Linked DNA regions of Ovis aries: region 1 is linked to region 2. A link is a contact called in public Hi-C data. All regions are on one chromosome and are shown on one strand. Each heading gives the region's core, a stretch centred on a gene start, on an enhancer-like site or on the middle of the called end of the contact. The rest is flanking DNA. Distances are from core to core; before and after follow the strand shown.

Region 1 (6,803 bases), core at 352-2,851, 330 kb before region 2:
GAAGCCTGATGAGAGAGACAGGCTGGAGCTGGGGCCTGGTCTGAAGGAAGGCAGTCTGGAGCTAATGGTGGAGCCTCCGGCGTCTTCATACTGCAGAGGAAGCGCGGCAGACATCAGCCGCGGCCAGGCAGCCCTCTTCCCGTCGACTACCAGGGGCTGGGCCCGCGGAGCAGCCGAGACCGCTTCAAAGTTCGCAGGGATTGGGATGCAGAACCGGAAAAATGCTCCAGTGTATTCCTCCTCCCTGGAGGGGGCACAAGGCCCAGCGAATAAACAGCGTTCCTAAGCCTAGTCGGTAGCTACGTGCCACCAGTTCTCGCGAGATTTGGGTCCACCTTTCCATTGGACATCCGCATCCCTGATCAGACTTCGCGCGCAACCCAAGGGAGGGGAGGGGTAGGAATGTAACAGGTCACGGGTTCCCGTCAAGCCCTGGGGCCCTGGGAAGTTTGAAGTGGCTGCTGGGAGCTGTAGTCCGAAAGCTTCCTCCTCGACGGGAAGTGCTTGAGCTCCCCCTGCGGTCTTCGGCGATCGTTCTTAAAGCATCTACTCTCCTTTCCAACCGGCAGAGGGCGCCAGCGCTATTAGATGTTACAGGTTTTGCATCTTATTAGCTAAATTTTTCAGACCTCAGTCTCTTTTCATTCATTCAATAAATATTTATTATTGAACTCTTACTTGCTACCCAGTACTGTAATAGGTACTGGGAAACAACAATCAATAAGATTGTAGACAAGGTCTCTGCCCTTCTAAGTCTTAGGTTGCTATGTATTGAAGGCAAGGAACAAATCACTTCAGAAAGTGATGCTGCTGCTGCTAAATCGCTTCAGTCGTGTCCGACTCTGTGCGACCCCATAGACGGAAGCCCACCAGGCTCCCCCGTCCCCGGGATTCTCCGGGCAAGAACACTGGAATGGGTTGCCATTTCCTTCTCCAATGCATGAAAATGAAAAGTGAAAGGGAAGTCGCTCAGTCGTGTTCGATTCTTAGCGACCCCATGGACTGCAGCCTACCAGGCTCCTCCATCCATGGGATTTTCCAGGAAAGAGTACTGGAGTGGGGTGCCATTGCCTTCTCGGTCAGAAAGTGATAGGGGTGTGAAAATAATTAAGATGGTGTAATATAGCGCATATGGAGGTATACGTTAGATAGGGACATTATGGAAGGCCTTTCTAAAAGTTGACAGTTTAGTTGATGCGTAAAAACTATCCAGCTATCTAGGAGAGGAGTGTTCCAGTCAGAGAATGCAAGTGCAAAGGCTTTCTTCCTTTCACCATATATGAAACAATGGCAGAAACCTTCCAAAATGGTTTCCACCAATTCGGCCGTTATGGTTTTCGCTTGTCGAACTTCCCCTATCCAAACGGTCACTAGCTACACTACCAATATGGCGAGAATCCTGACTTTCCCCGCACTCTCCTCTCCTACTCTCCTTTCCCCTCGCCTCCGCCCGCAGGGGAATTGCTTGCCCTTACTTGTCATGGCGACTATCCAGCTTTGTGCCAGGAGCCTCGCGAGGGTTGCTGGGATTGGGATTTTCCCCTCCCACGTGCTCCGGACTGGCGCTAAAAGTTTTGAGCTCTTCAAAAGTCCAGAGCCACCATCCTGGCCGCAGTGGCCGCTGGTCTCCGGGGTCATCTAGCGTCCGACCTCGGAGCGTGCATCCCAGGACGGTGACACCCTCCCCTGAGCTTCGGGTAAGCTCTTGACTGAGACTGATGAGTCCTCTATGAGTCACGGGCTCTTGGCTCCTTGTATTTTCAGTTCGGGGGGATAAAGGGCTGGGGGGCGGTAACTGGGGGGTTAACGATTAGCGGCAGGGAGGGCGGGGGTCTTGGCTAGCGGCACCAACAGGAATGCAATGTTAGGAGGCCCGAGTGTAGATGATTGGGATGTTAAGACCAGCCGAACTCGAAGGTGAACACTTGGGCGGGGGAGTGGGGCTTTGGGGAACCTTGAGCCGGCCTAAGGGGTTCTTCCCCACCACCAATAACTCCATCCCAGGGTGTGTGAAATAAGATGCACAAAGCATCAGGGTCGACTTTCCGATCTCGAAACTTCGGGGATTCATGGCTCAGGATTTTAGAACGTGCAGCATCCCAGTGGAACCTCGGGCTCAGTTCCGAAGTGGTTCTGGGTGATCCGGAAAGTCCAAGCTGCTAAGGTCCCATAACTTCCGGACCTTTGTCCTTCCTGGAGTAATCTTTCCCACTGGCTCTCAGCTCCGCTAGATGGAGAAAATCCGGTTAAAGGCTGTCAGTCGTGGAAGGGGGCGCTTGCTAAACCAGAGTTTTGCCCGCGAAGCCCTGCAGAACTAGCCCGGCCTCAGAGGCCCTGTTATTGTTTGGCTCTACATTTACATTTCTACCACTGCCGGAGCATTTCCGGTTTCTTTTTTTCGGAGCAGCCCACTATTCACCCGACGTGAGGGAAGTAGAAAGAGAAAAGGTCTTTTATACTGGTCCTCATTACTTGTGAAAGGAGGCTGCTAACCCCTCTACTTTTTCCCTCCCCCCTCCTAGCCTGGTTAGCTACCGCTTTTGGAAAGGAAGAGGTATTTTTGATGCAAACCTCAATCCCTCCCCCTCTTTGAATGGTGTGCTCCATCCCGATCGACCGCTACCCAGGCGGACGCTACCATTGCGTGGACGGTTTGGGGTTTTTTTGTTTTTGTTTTTTTTAGTGTCAGAGGGCAGACCCTGGGTATTTCGAGAATGGATACATTTGAGAATTAAACGATAGAAGACTAACGATGGGTCGTTTTCTGCGGCGGAGAAACAACTTCTGTATCTAGCTTTGGGCTGAACCATTCCTTTCTCGGACGCAGAGTGAACGTCGTGAAGCGGAAGGGGCGGGGCTTGGAGGGGGCGGGGCCGAGGTCGTCGAAGCTGTCTTTCGGTCTCGACTGGTTCTGCCCGTGGGAGGCGGCGGACCGGGCCTAGGATTTCTGCCCATACCAATTTTCCCGGCATCTTCATTATTTAGGGCGCGGTCACCTACCACGCACCTGCTATGAACATGACACTGCGCGGTACTTACGTGCTTTTTTCTGTGTTAGGAGTAGCATTTACAGCCACCGCCTTTGATTTGTGTTACCGTGGATTTATTTTGCCTGTTGGAGAACTTATAAATGGAATCATACAGTGTGTGCTCCTTTGTGTCAGGCTTCTTTCCGTCTGTGAAATTCACCCATTTTATTGCATGTATCAGCGTATCAATACTTTGTTTCTTTATATTTTAGTATATTCCACTGAATAAATAAACCATTGATTGGCTTATCCATTCTCCTTTTGATGGCCTTTGAGTGGCTTCCCATTTAAGACTATTTTGAATAAAGCTGCTATTAACATTCTTAAAATTATTTTTGTAGTCATGTTTTTATGTTTTTGGATACTTAGGAATGGAATTGCTTGGTCATAGAGTGAGGTGTTTATTTGTATTTTTTAATTACATTAAAAAGTTCTTGTTATTCAAAGTGGTTGTACTGTTTTATATTCCCACCAGCAAGATAGATCCTGTCTCAGGATTTGGTTTGTCAGGCTTTCTAATGTGCCATATCAATGTGGGTTTTACTTTGCAATTAAGTATGTTCCAACAGTTTGCATGTGCTTACTGGCCATTTCTGTGTCAGATATTAAGAGACTGTTCAAGTGTTTTCCCCATTTTAAAAATTGGTTCATTTGCTTTTTTGTGTCTTTGAGGTGTTGGAGTCATTTATATTCTGGATAGCGATAATGTGTATCCTTTGTCAGATAGGTGTGTTTTCTCCTGACCTCTTGCTTGTCTAACAACTCTTACAAGGAACAGAAGATTGATTTTTCTTTTCAGTGATTGCTTTGACCTGTTTAGGAGATCGTACCCCAAGGTCATGAAGATATTTTCTTACAGTTGCTCATATATTTTCTTTGAGAATCTTTGTAGTTTTAGATTTAACACAAGTCTGTGAGCCATAATTTATTAGTCAAGGAATAATTTTTTTCATGTTGTGAGTTCAAGGTTCTGTTTTATTTTTTCTTATGGATAGCTAGTTGTTCTAGCTCCACTTATTGAAATAGCCTTCCTTCCCCCACTGAACTGCTTTAATTGGACTGTTTGGTCTATTTACATTTAATGCAGTTATTGTTAGCATTTGGGTCTGAGTGCTATTTCCTATCTGTCTCCTTTGTTCTTCAATTCAAAAAGTTGAGAAAGAAACAATACCAATCTCACATAAACTCTTTCAGAATGGAGAGGCAGTAACGTTGCCCAACTCATTTTATAAGGCCAGCCTAATGCTGTTAATATATACATAACCGTTGGAAAAGAAGAAATAAAATGGCTTTATTCACAGATGGTATGACTGTATACCAAAAGTCCTAATAGAAAATTCATTATTCATTTTCACACAATGAGAACAAGTGAAAGCTAAAACTAAAGCCAAGTTACAACTTTCAAAGGCAATATGCATACATTGTATTTTTATATAATAGCAACCTTGAATCTAAACTCAAAAACCTGACATGTGTTAAGTCATGTCTGAGTCTTTGCAACCCCTTGGACTGTAGCCCACCAGGCTCCTCTGTCCATGGGTTTTTCCAAGCAAGGATACTGCAGTGGGTTGCCATTTCCTTTTCCAAAGGATCTTCCTGACCCAGGGATCAAACCTGTGTCTCTTGCATTGGCAGGCGGATTCTTTACCACTGAGCCACCTGGGAAGCCATGGTGAAAAACATGTCATACTCAGGGATAAATTAAACAAAAAATGGACAAAAGCTCTATATAGAAAACTACAAAATACTGCTGAGAGAATTTAAGGAAATTTTAGCATATTCATGGATTGGAACACTCAATGGTGTTTAGGTGTCAGTACTCTTCAGCAAGATTTAACTCAATGATTTTTTTAAAAATGTAGAAACTGACAAGCTGATTCTGAAACAAAACATTGGTACAAGTTGGAGGCCTTAAAATACCTGATTTCAAGATTACTGTAAAGTTAAGTAGGACTTGGTTGTACAACAGAAACTAACACAACATTGTAAAGCAATTATACTCCAATATATGTATGGTCAGTTGTGTCCCAACTCTTTGTGACTCTATGGACTGGAGCCTCCCAGGCTCCTCTGTCCACATTTTCCAGGCAAGACTCAAGTGGGTTGCCATTTCCTCCTCCAAGGGATCTTCCCAACCCATGGATTGAACCCACATTTCTTGTGTCTCCTGCACTGGCAGATTTTTTACCCCTGGTGTCACCTGGGAAGCCCCAGTACTCCAATAATAAAACTTAAAAAAATAATAAAGTTACAGTAGAACAACAATCAATGGATAGAGTCTGGGAAAAGACACATAAATGTAGTCAAATGATTTTCTGTGAAGGTACCAGAGTGAATCAGTGGGGAGAGGAAAGTCTCAACAAATGGTGCTGAAACAACTGGAGCAGAAAAATGGATTTTGGCCCCCACCTCTCACCATGCACAACAGTAAATTTGACATGGTTAATAAACCTACACATAAAACTTTCAGAAGAGAACACAGTATCTTTGTCTTGGTATGGGTAGATTACAGAGCTGTATCAAAGTTTGTCAAATTTTGTGATCAAAATAGTATGATGCAATTTCAACCTATGTAAGTTTCACCTCAAAAACATTTGTGGGGTTGTGGGGAGTGACTAGAGGTACAGGTGAGATGCTTGATTATTCTTGAAGCTAAGTGATGGGTACTTGGGAGGACATTATTCTGTTTACCTTTTTTAATCTGATTCAAATATCCATAATTTCTTTTTTTTTTCCCTTGATATTTTTATTTTGGAAAAGTACAGAGTACAAGAGTAACCACACATTCCCACCAAATAATTTTTAACAACATTTTGTCTTATTTTTGTCTCTATGTTATTTTAATTACACAAGCAATGTATAGATACCACCTTTAAAATTTTTTTGTTAATAAAGCTAAAACCGTGAATTCCCTGACTATTTCACTTCCAGGGCCCAGGTTCAGTCCCAGGTTGGGTAACTAAGATCCCACAAGCTTCAAGGCACAGCCAAAGGGGGAAGAAAAACTAAAACCCCTTGACTCTACTACCCCCAATACCCTAAGCATACATCCCCTCTCCCTGAGAATATCATCACTATTAAAGATTTTGTGAATTTGTAGTCTTCTTGCCTTTCATGCTTTTATACATATATTTATAAGCAATAAATAATCATTTTATGTGTTTGATTTCCATAGACTAAATTACTGTGTTTTGTTTTTTCTTGCAAATCGTATTTTCACCCAGTATGTTTCTGAACTGTAACAGGTTACTCTTGGGGGAAAGGACCAGGGTTTTATACACATAAAATTCATTTCCCTAAACCACTGTAATGAATGCACCACATTTCATTTACCTATTCCTTATTGATGGATACCAAGGTTGTTTCTTGTCACCGGCCGCTAGGAAAAACAATGTCATGAACATTTTTATGCAAGACTTCTATTGCCCCCTTGCAATCATTTTTCTAGGCTGTCCACCAAGAAACGGTTTTGCTAAGTAGTAAGAGGTATGGTTTTCAGTTTTACCAGATGCTCCCTTATTTCTTCCGAGAATCAGTTTTTTTCAATTACACAGCTTCCAGCCAACAAAAAGTTTTTTGTTTTTGTTTTTGTTTTTTTCCAAACATCAGGCCCTGGGAGAACCCAGAGCATAATTATGTAGAGCTTGAGTGTGGCTTCAGACAGCCTGTGTTCAAATCCCCCTGGCCCTGACCCTGGAGAGCTTTCTGAGCCTGGGTAATTCCTTTAACTTTGTTCTCTCCTCTGATGATAGTACCTACCTTACTTGCTTTTTG
Region 2 (6,628 bases), core at 2,431-4,930:
TTTGACAGGGGCTCTCCCCGCTGGCTGCCAGGCTGATGCTACGGTGTCCTAGAGCAGGAGGAAGTGCATGCAGCCTGGGTCCCTCAGGGGCGTGGTCTTGGCACACAGCCTGGGCCCAAGGTAAAAGGCATATATGTTGAGGAATGACCCTGGCTGTCCACAGAGCCCCTTGGGGCAGTTCCCTGGGGTTGGGAGGCTGGTCCCCTCCCTCTCCTCAGGCCTCACCAGCAGAAGCAGAGCCACAGTCATCAAGATGGCGCAGCCACACATGCCTGCCAGGCCCAGGAGATGGAGGGTCCGGCGCCCAGCCCGTTCCACCAAGAACACCTGCAGAGAGAGTCAGGGCTTTCCAGGGGCCTTCAGGGCTTGGGACGTGGGAGGGATTGGGTGGTTGGGGTCAACCAAGGGTTGGATCTTTGGGACACCCAGGTATGTCTAGAAGTCAACAGTGGGGACCCTTCCAGAGGCCAGCAGTTACCGAGACTAAGGTGAAGACTGTGTTGACCACGCCGGCTCCGATGGTAGCATAGGCTGGTTTCTCTACCCCTGCTGACTCAAAGATGCTGGTCGAATAATAGAAAACCTAGAGGTGGGCCAGAAGAAAAGGTGATGAAAAGGATGTTCCTTCCTCCCTTGAAGCCACACCAAGCTGGACTGACCCTGAATTTTAACGAAGCAGAGGCTTGCTCCCTTCTTCATTCCTCTGGGGCTATTCCCTAACCCTGCCCCTCCTGGAGGTGGCTGCATCCACACGGCATTGATGCCCGTACCGCATTGATGCCTGACAGCTGCTGGCTCAGCTGCAGCACAATGGCGATGACGAGGGGCTGCCGGTGGGTGTGGCTGCCCAGGAGCTGGAGCAAGGACAGGGGCCGCTCACGCTCCAGCTTCCGCTTCTCCTCCTTCAGCTCAGCCAACACCTCAGACACGTCGGCCCAGCCCGTCAGGCGCTTCAGACCTGGAAGTGAGGGGGGTCAGGCCTGAGAGGGCAGGCAGAAGGCCTGGGAGAGGCACAGGTGCCCGCAGGATGGCACGGGAGCTCACTCTTTCTGGCGGGCCCCTCCAGGTTCCGGATGATGTAGAGGTAGCGGGGGCTTTCCGGGCAGAGGGGCAGCAGGACCATCTGCAGGAGGGCAGGCAGCACGGTGATGCCCAGGAGGAGTGGCCATAAGGTGGCTGTGCCCAGCATGGATTCCAAGCCTAGCACCTATGGGAGAAGGCAGGGAAGGAGGGCAGGATGTTCAGCCTGTACCCAGAGCCCCAACCCCCTGCCCAACCCCCCAGGAGGCCAGGCCCAGTCACCTGGGCGATTAGGATGCCAGTGACGATGGCCAGTTGATTGAGTGTCCCCAGGGCGCCCCGCAGGTGAGTAGGGGCGATCTCCCCCAAGTACATGGGTACCAGCCCTGACGTCAGCCCTGAGCAGAGGGAAGAAGAGATCTTCTCAGGGCAGCTGCCCACCGCCTCCCCCCCCCCCACCCCCGCCACCACCCCCAAGGCCAGGGCTAGTGAAGGAGAGCAAGGCTCTGCGCAGGGCCACAGTGCCTGTAGGTACCTGAGTAGGCACCAATGAAGAACCGTCCAAGAATGAGCATCTCGTAGGAGGCAGCTGCCTTGGCCAGGCCCATGAGGGTGCCCCCCAGCACTGCCAGGGCGTTGTTGAACAGCATGGCCCTCTTCCTGGCAGACAGAGAGTGGGGCTGTGAGAGTCCAGGAACCCATGCTCTGGCTCTCTTCCTGTCCCTCCACCCTCACCCTCCAGCCCCATACCTTCCCAGCCACTGAGAGATGATGCCAATCAGGAAGGATGAGATCATGCCACCCACAGAGAAGATGGCCACAGAGAGAGCCCAGAGGGTGGTGAGGGTGCCTGGTGGGATGGAGCTTGGTCCCTCAGGCCCCTGCCTCCCCAGCCAGGTCTCATTGTAGCTCTGTTCAATCACCTGGGGGGCACAGCAAAGGAGTGATTAGCTGCTAGACTCTTCCCTCTCTGCTCACCCACTCCCCCCCACCTTGTCTGGGTACCCCACTCTGCCAACTGTAGCCCCTCACCTTCTGGGGGGCATTGATGACCCCAATGTTGTAGCCAAACTGCAGGGAGCCAAGAACAGCAGAGAATACGGCAAGGACCAAGGTCCCAGTGACTCGCTGCCGAGGGGGTTCCCCATCCTGGGCAGGCAGAAGCAGAGAGGAGGCATGTCACGTGGAACTGTGGCATCTTTCTTTTCTCCAGGGGCCCAGGCCCAGTAGGAGTCTAAAGATGCTGGGTTTCATCCAACGTGTGGGATGAGGGAAAGTGGACCCATATTAGGAATCAATCGAAGATCTCAGTGTAAACAAGAGCGGGAAGAACCCAAGAGTACCAGGGCATGAAGGAGAAACTGATGTTTGAGTCCAGCAAGCAGAGAAACGTTTGAGAACCTGGGTCTCACAATTCCTGTCTAACCTAGGGACAGGCTTGGCATTAAGAGACCCCTGTTCAGATTTGTGCGACCTTAGGTAACTCACTTCCTCACTTTGAACTGAAGAGATGGGGGTGATGTTGCTTGTCAAGTGAAAGTGTGAAAATCAAAACTGAATGTTGAGTGGCCCCAGTGGTGCTGCTTTTATAAAGTAACAAGTGTGTTAGCATCGTCAGTCTCTGTCCTCTTCTCTTCCATCTGCGGGTTCTCTCCGCGGGCTCCTGGAAGCCCCCAATAGGCTCAAGAAGGACAATTCCAAAAAGGACATCGCGGTCATCCCTCCTGGCTTATGGCCTTCTCTGTCTCCGCCCCAGCCTCCTCCCTTCCCCCTCCAAGCTGCGACAAAGGGCAGGGGGCCATGCTGGCTTTTGCCTGAGCGAGCCTTGCGCAGGGGATGGGGGCGGGAAGGTGGTGTGAGGGGCGGTAGCCTTGGTGGCTGACCGCTGGCGGCACAGACTGTCTCCAAAAGGAAACCTGAGCTCGGGGAGGGAGGGCTGACACTCCCCTCTACCCCTCCACCAACCGTAGGGCCGAGGGAAAGTTCAGCGTCCTGGAGGACTGCCAAGAGTGGGGGTGGGGGTGGACCTACGGAGCACCTCCGGTCTTCGAAAAACTGCGGGCTAGCGAGCCGGGACAGACGGACAGCTCCTGGAGGGCAAGACTCGCCTGAATCTGCTTTCTTGAGGGCAGGAAGTCCTCGATCCCGGCGCAAAGCGCCGCGAACTAGAGAAGAGGGCGAACCCAGGACACGCAGAATCCAGCTGCCGTTCTTGCCCACAATGATCCCCCAGACTCATTTTGCCTCTTGGAGTGACTGGAATCTGACAGTCATGGGTTGTCCCGCTCGGGTATAAATAGCCAGTCCCCCACCCCACCCCCTGCGCCTGCGCAAGGACCGCCCCCTAGCTGACCCCAAGCGCGACCCCAGCCCGAGAAAAGCAGGACCCTTGTCCCCGTCCCGCCCCCTCATGCTAAACCCTACTTCAGAGCCGATCTGTTGGAAGCCCGACGGCATCTTGTCTTAGGAACTGGAGACGCAGGAGCTGCAGTAGACGAGGGGGAGGCGACTGGGGGGGTCTGCGACCCCAGCCTGGTGGGCGGAGGACGCGGGGGTGATGGGGGTCCCGGAGCTTTGTGAGGAGGGCGAGTCTGGCGGGACCCACAGCCACAAGCCCAGGAGCCAGACAGCAGCTCCTGGTAATCTGGCGAAGCTTGGCTGGGGGGAAAAGACCCGAAGAGCAGCCCCCGCAACCCCTAGGGCCACGCCTTTCACGGCACCCATTGGCCAGGAGCCCGCACACCCCAGCAGGCCACGCCCCTCCCTGAGCCTGGGGCTGAGAGTTTGGCACCGGCTGTAGGGTAAGCCAGCGAGGCCACGCCCCTCAGCGTGCCGAGTGAGACACGCCCCTCGGGTTTCCGCCAGCCTGCCTCCGGGAAGTTTTGAGAACAGGGTCCCGGGAAACCTGGGGGCCCTGTTCCCCTTCACGTGAAGTCTCCGCCCACCGGCCGAGGTTCGGGGGTGAAGAAGCGACTTCCAAGGGATGGGAGGGGACGGGCCAGGTAAACTTGCCCAGGAGAGAACTCGGGCGGCCCGAGACCGAGCGCTAGCCGGCGCGCGGGGTGGGTGCAGAGCAATGGCCCGGAGTAACCCACAGCGGTTATTTTTAGCTCCCACGTTGGGAGACGCCAAATGTCAGGTCCCGGGTGTCCCAGCCTGTCCTGGGCGGGGGAGGACAGGGAGATGGAGCCTTAAAGGATCCGCGACAGGCTTCCCACGCGGAGATGACCCGGGGCACAGGAAATTCCGTTCCTAACGGCTCAGGTGTCTGGCCTCGGGGGTCGTCTTTCCTTGCATCCGTGCTCGGAGCACTGCCTCTCTAGCCTTTCCCCTACACCCATTCCCCACGTTGGTTCCTGGAGGTGGCCGGAGGGACAGGTGGTCACACCAACCACGTCACCAGCCCTGAGGTGCCCGAGCCGCCAAGAATGTGCTGGCCGCGTGGACGAGTTGGACACGCTCTCTGGAGGTCGCTCCAGGTTTGAATGCCCAAGCGAGGAGGGTGCGACCTAGAGTTGGCAAGTCCCCGGAGCAGCAGCGTAGCGCTCTGAGCACCGACAGCGCGCGCTGTGAAGAACGGGACTCAGAAGCACGGGGCTCTAGTGCCACCTGGAGGGAGAGCGCGGATCCGCAGAGGATCGGGCCGGGGTGGTCCGCTGCCCACTGTCCCCCCTCGTTCCACATCTTTAAGGCTTCCATTACTTCAGGCCCAGGCCTCTCTCTGGAGCTTCAGATCCGAGTGTTCAGCTGCCGCCTAGGTGGGCAATTCACATGATCAGCATGTTCAAACTTGCTTCTCCTGCTAACTTCCTCATCCCAGTGAACCGTCCTGTTAGCCAGCCTGTCCCTCCTATCAGAAAGAGGAAGTCATGCTTAATTCCTCCTCTCCTGCACTCCCCACCTTTATCCAGTTACCGGCATTGGTGTTTTGACCTCCTAAACCCTCATATTCATCTGATTTTTTCCACCTGTACTGTGGCCAGTTTGGTTCAGACAGCCATCACCCTGCCTGGTCTTCCTGCTCCTCTTCCCTTACAAGGAGGGGCAGAGTACAATTCAAAAAGAGTTCAACCTCCTCACTCTCCCCTCAGAAGTCTCTGTTGCCCACTGTCAAGTTCTAACCCCCTTTCAGAGTGAACAAAACCTCTTGCCTTTCCTCCTATCTCTACCTCACTTTCTATCCCCTCCCCTCAAGTTTTAGTCAATTCCTAACTATTTCTTGTATCCAGAACACACTGTGCTGTTTCACTCTTTGGTGGCTACTAATAATCATGGCATCTGGTCCCATCACTTCATGGGAAATAGATGGGGAAACAGTAGAAACAGTGTCAGACTTTATTTTTGGGGGCTCCAAAATCACTGCAGATGGTGACTGCAGCCATGAAATTAAAAGATGCTTACTCCTTGGAAGAAAAGTTATGACCAACCTAGATAGTATATTCAAAAGCAGAGACATTACTTTACCGACTAAGGTCCATCTAGTCAAGGCTATGGTTTTCCTGTGGTCATGTATGGATGTGAGAGTTGGACGGTGAAGAAGGCTGAGCACTGAAGAATTGATGCGTTTGAACTGTGGTGTTGGAGAAGACTCTTGAGGGTCCCTTGGACTGCAAGGAGATCCAACCAGTTCATTCTGAAGGAGATCAGCTCTGGGATTTCTTTGGAAGGAATGATGCTAAAGCTGAAGCTCCAGTACTTTGGCCACCTCATGCGAAGAGTTGACTCATTGGAAAAGACTCTGATGCTGGAAGAGATTGGGGGCAGGAGGAGAAGGGGACGACTGAGGATGAGATGGCTGGATGGCATCACTGACTTGATGGACGTGAGTCTGAGTGAACTCCAGGAGATGGTGATGGACAGGGAGGCCTGGCGGGCTGCGATTCATGGGGTTGCAAAGAGTCGGACACGACTGAGCGACTGAACTGAACTGAATAATCCCTTAGTCTGGAATACCAAAGGACTCCCATTGGTCCTCAGAAAAACTCTCCCCCCACCCCCGCCCCTGTGATACCTTCCTTGGCTTTGCTTCAGAAAACCATGTGTCCTCAGGATAGTACATTGTCATAATTTCTTCTCTGCACAGTAACCCTGAGGACAGATAATCATCTTGTTTACCTCTGTATCCTCAACACCCAGCTCACCCAGGATGAGCACTCAATATTTATTTGTTGAATGAATGAAATGAGGGTCTGCTCCTGATGGTCAGGAATATGGGCTGGGGAACAGTCATGAATGGGGGAACCTTTGGTAAATGGTTCCACATACCTGACCAAGGGGAACTAAAGTAGAAGAACTAAAGTCTGCTAGTTGAGGAGAACAAATCGCTTATGAATAAAAAGGAGCAGAAGTGATTGTTGGAAGCAGAGAAGGAAGGTAATTGGGAAGGTAAAAGGAAAACCAGGGATGCTGGAATGCCATGAAGGGAAGAGGGCAGGGAGAGAGGGAAAGCTGAGAAAGGTGCCAAGAGGAAAAAAGGGAACTGGAGGGAGGCACAGGTTGGAGGCAGATGAAAAGTCAGGGTAGCAGTTAGAATGCAGGCCTTGGGGTGTCTCCTGGCACTCGGGTCAAGGAACTTTCCCAGTCTCATTCAGATGCTTTGTTCTGATGC

What was found. Hi-C and Micro-C count contacts between places; a contact is called where the count stands out from the background.
Region 1: a contact with region 2 is called in a Hi-C map of blood, with 3 times the contacts expected there. The contact joins the promoter of TP53 here to the promoter of SLC2A4 in region 2. A contact is called at or near these places in 2 of 16 Hi-C or Micro-C datasets (both in blood).

The regions. Positions count from the first base shown.
Region 1 is chr11:27,202,057-27,208,859 of ARS-UI_Ramb_v3.0, reverse strand. TP53 (tumor protein p53) reads left to right here and starts at 1,601. Exons shown (of 11, transcript NM_001009403.1): 1 at 1,601-1,697. WRAP53 (WD repeat containing antisense to TP53) reads right to left here and starts at 275. Exons shown (of 9, transcript XM_042256634.2): 1 at 1-275. The coding sequence starts at 89.
Region 2 is chr11:26,872,531-26,879,158 of ARS-UI_Ramb_v3.0, reverse strand. SLC2A4 (solute carrier family 2 member 4) reads right to left here and starts at 3,680. Exons shown (of 11, transcript XM_027974995.3): 1 at 3,445-3,680; 2 at 2,053-2,169; 3 at 1,771-1,943; 4 at 1,556-1,680; 5 at 1,303-1,418; 6 at 1,045-1,207; 7 at 771-958; 8 at 479-583; 9 at 226-327. The coding sequence starts at 3,477. It overlaps LOC132657408 (a long non-coding RNA gene), which reads left to right and starts at 3,873. Exons shown (of 2, transcript XR_009595551.1): 1 at 3,873-4,022.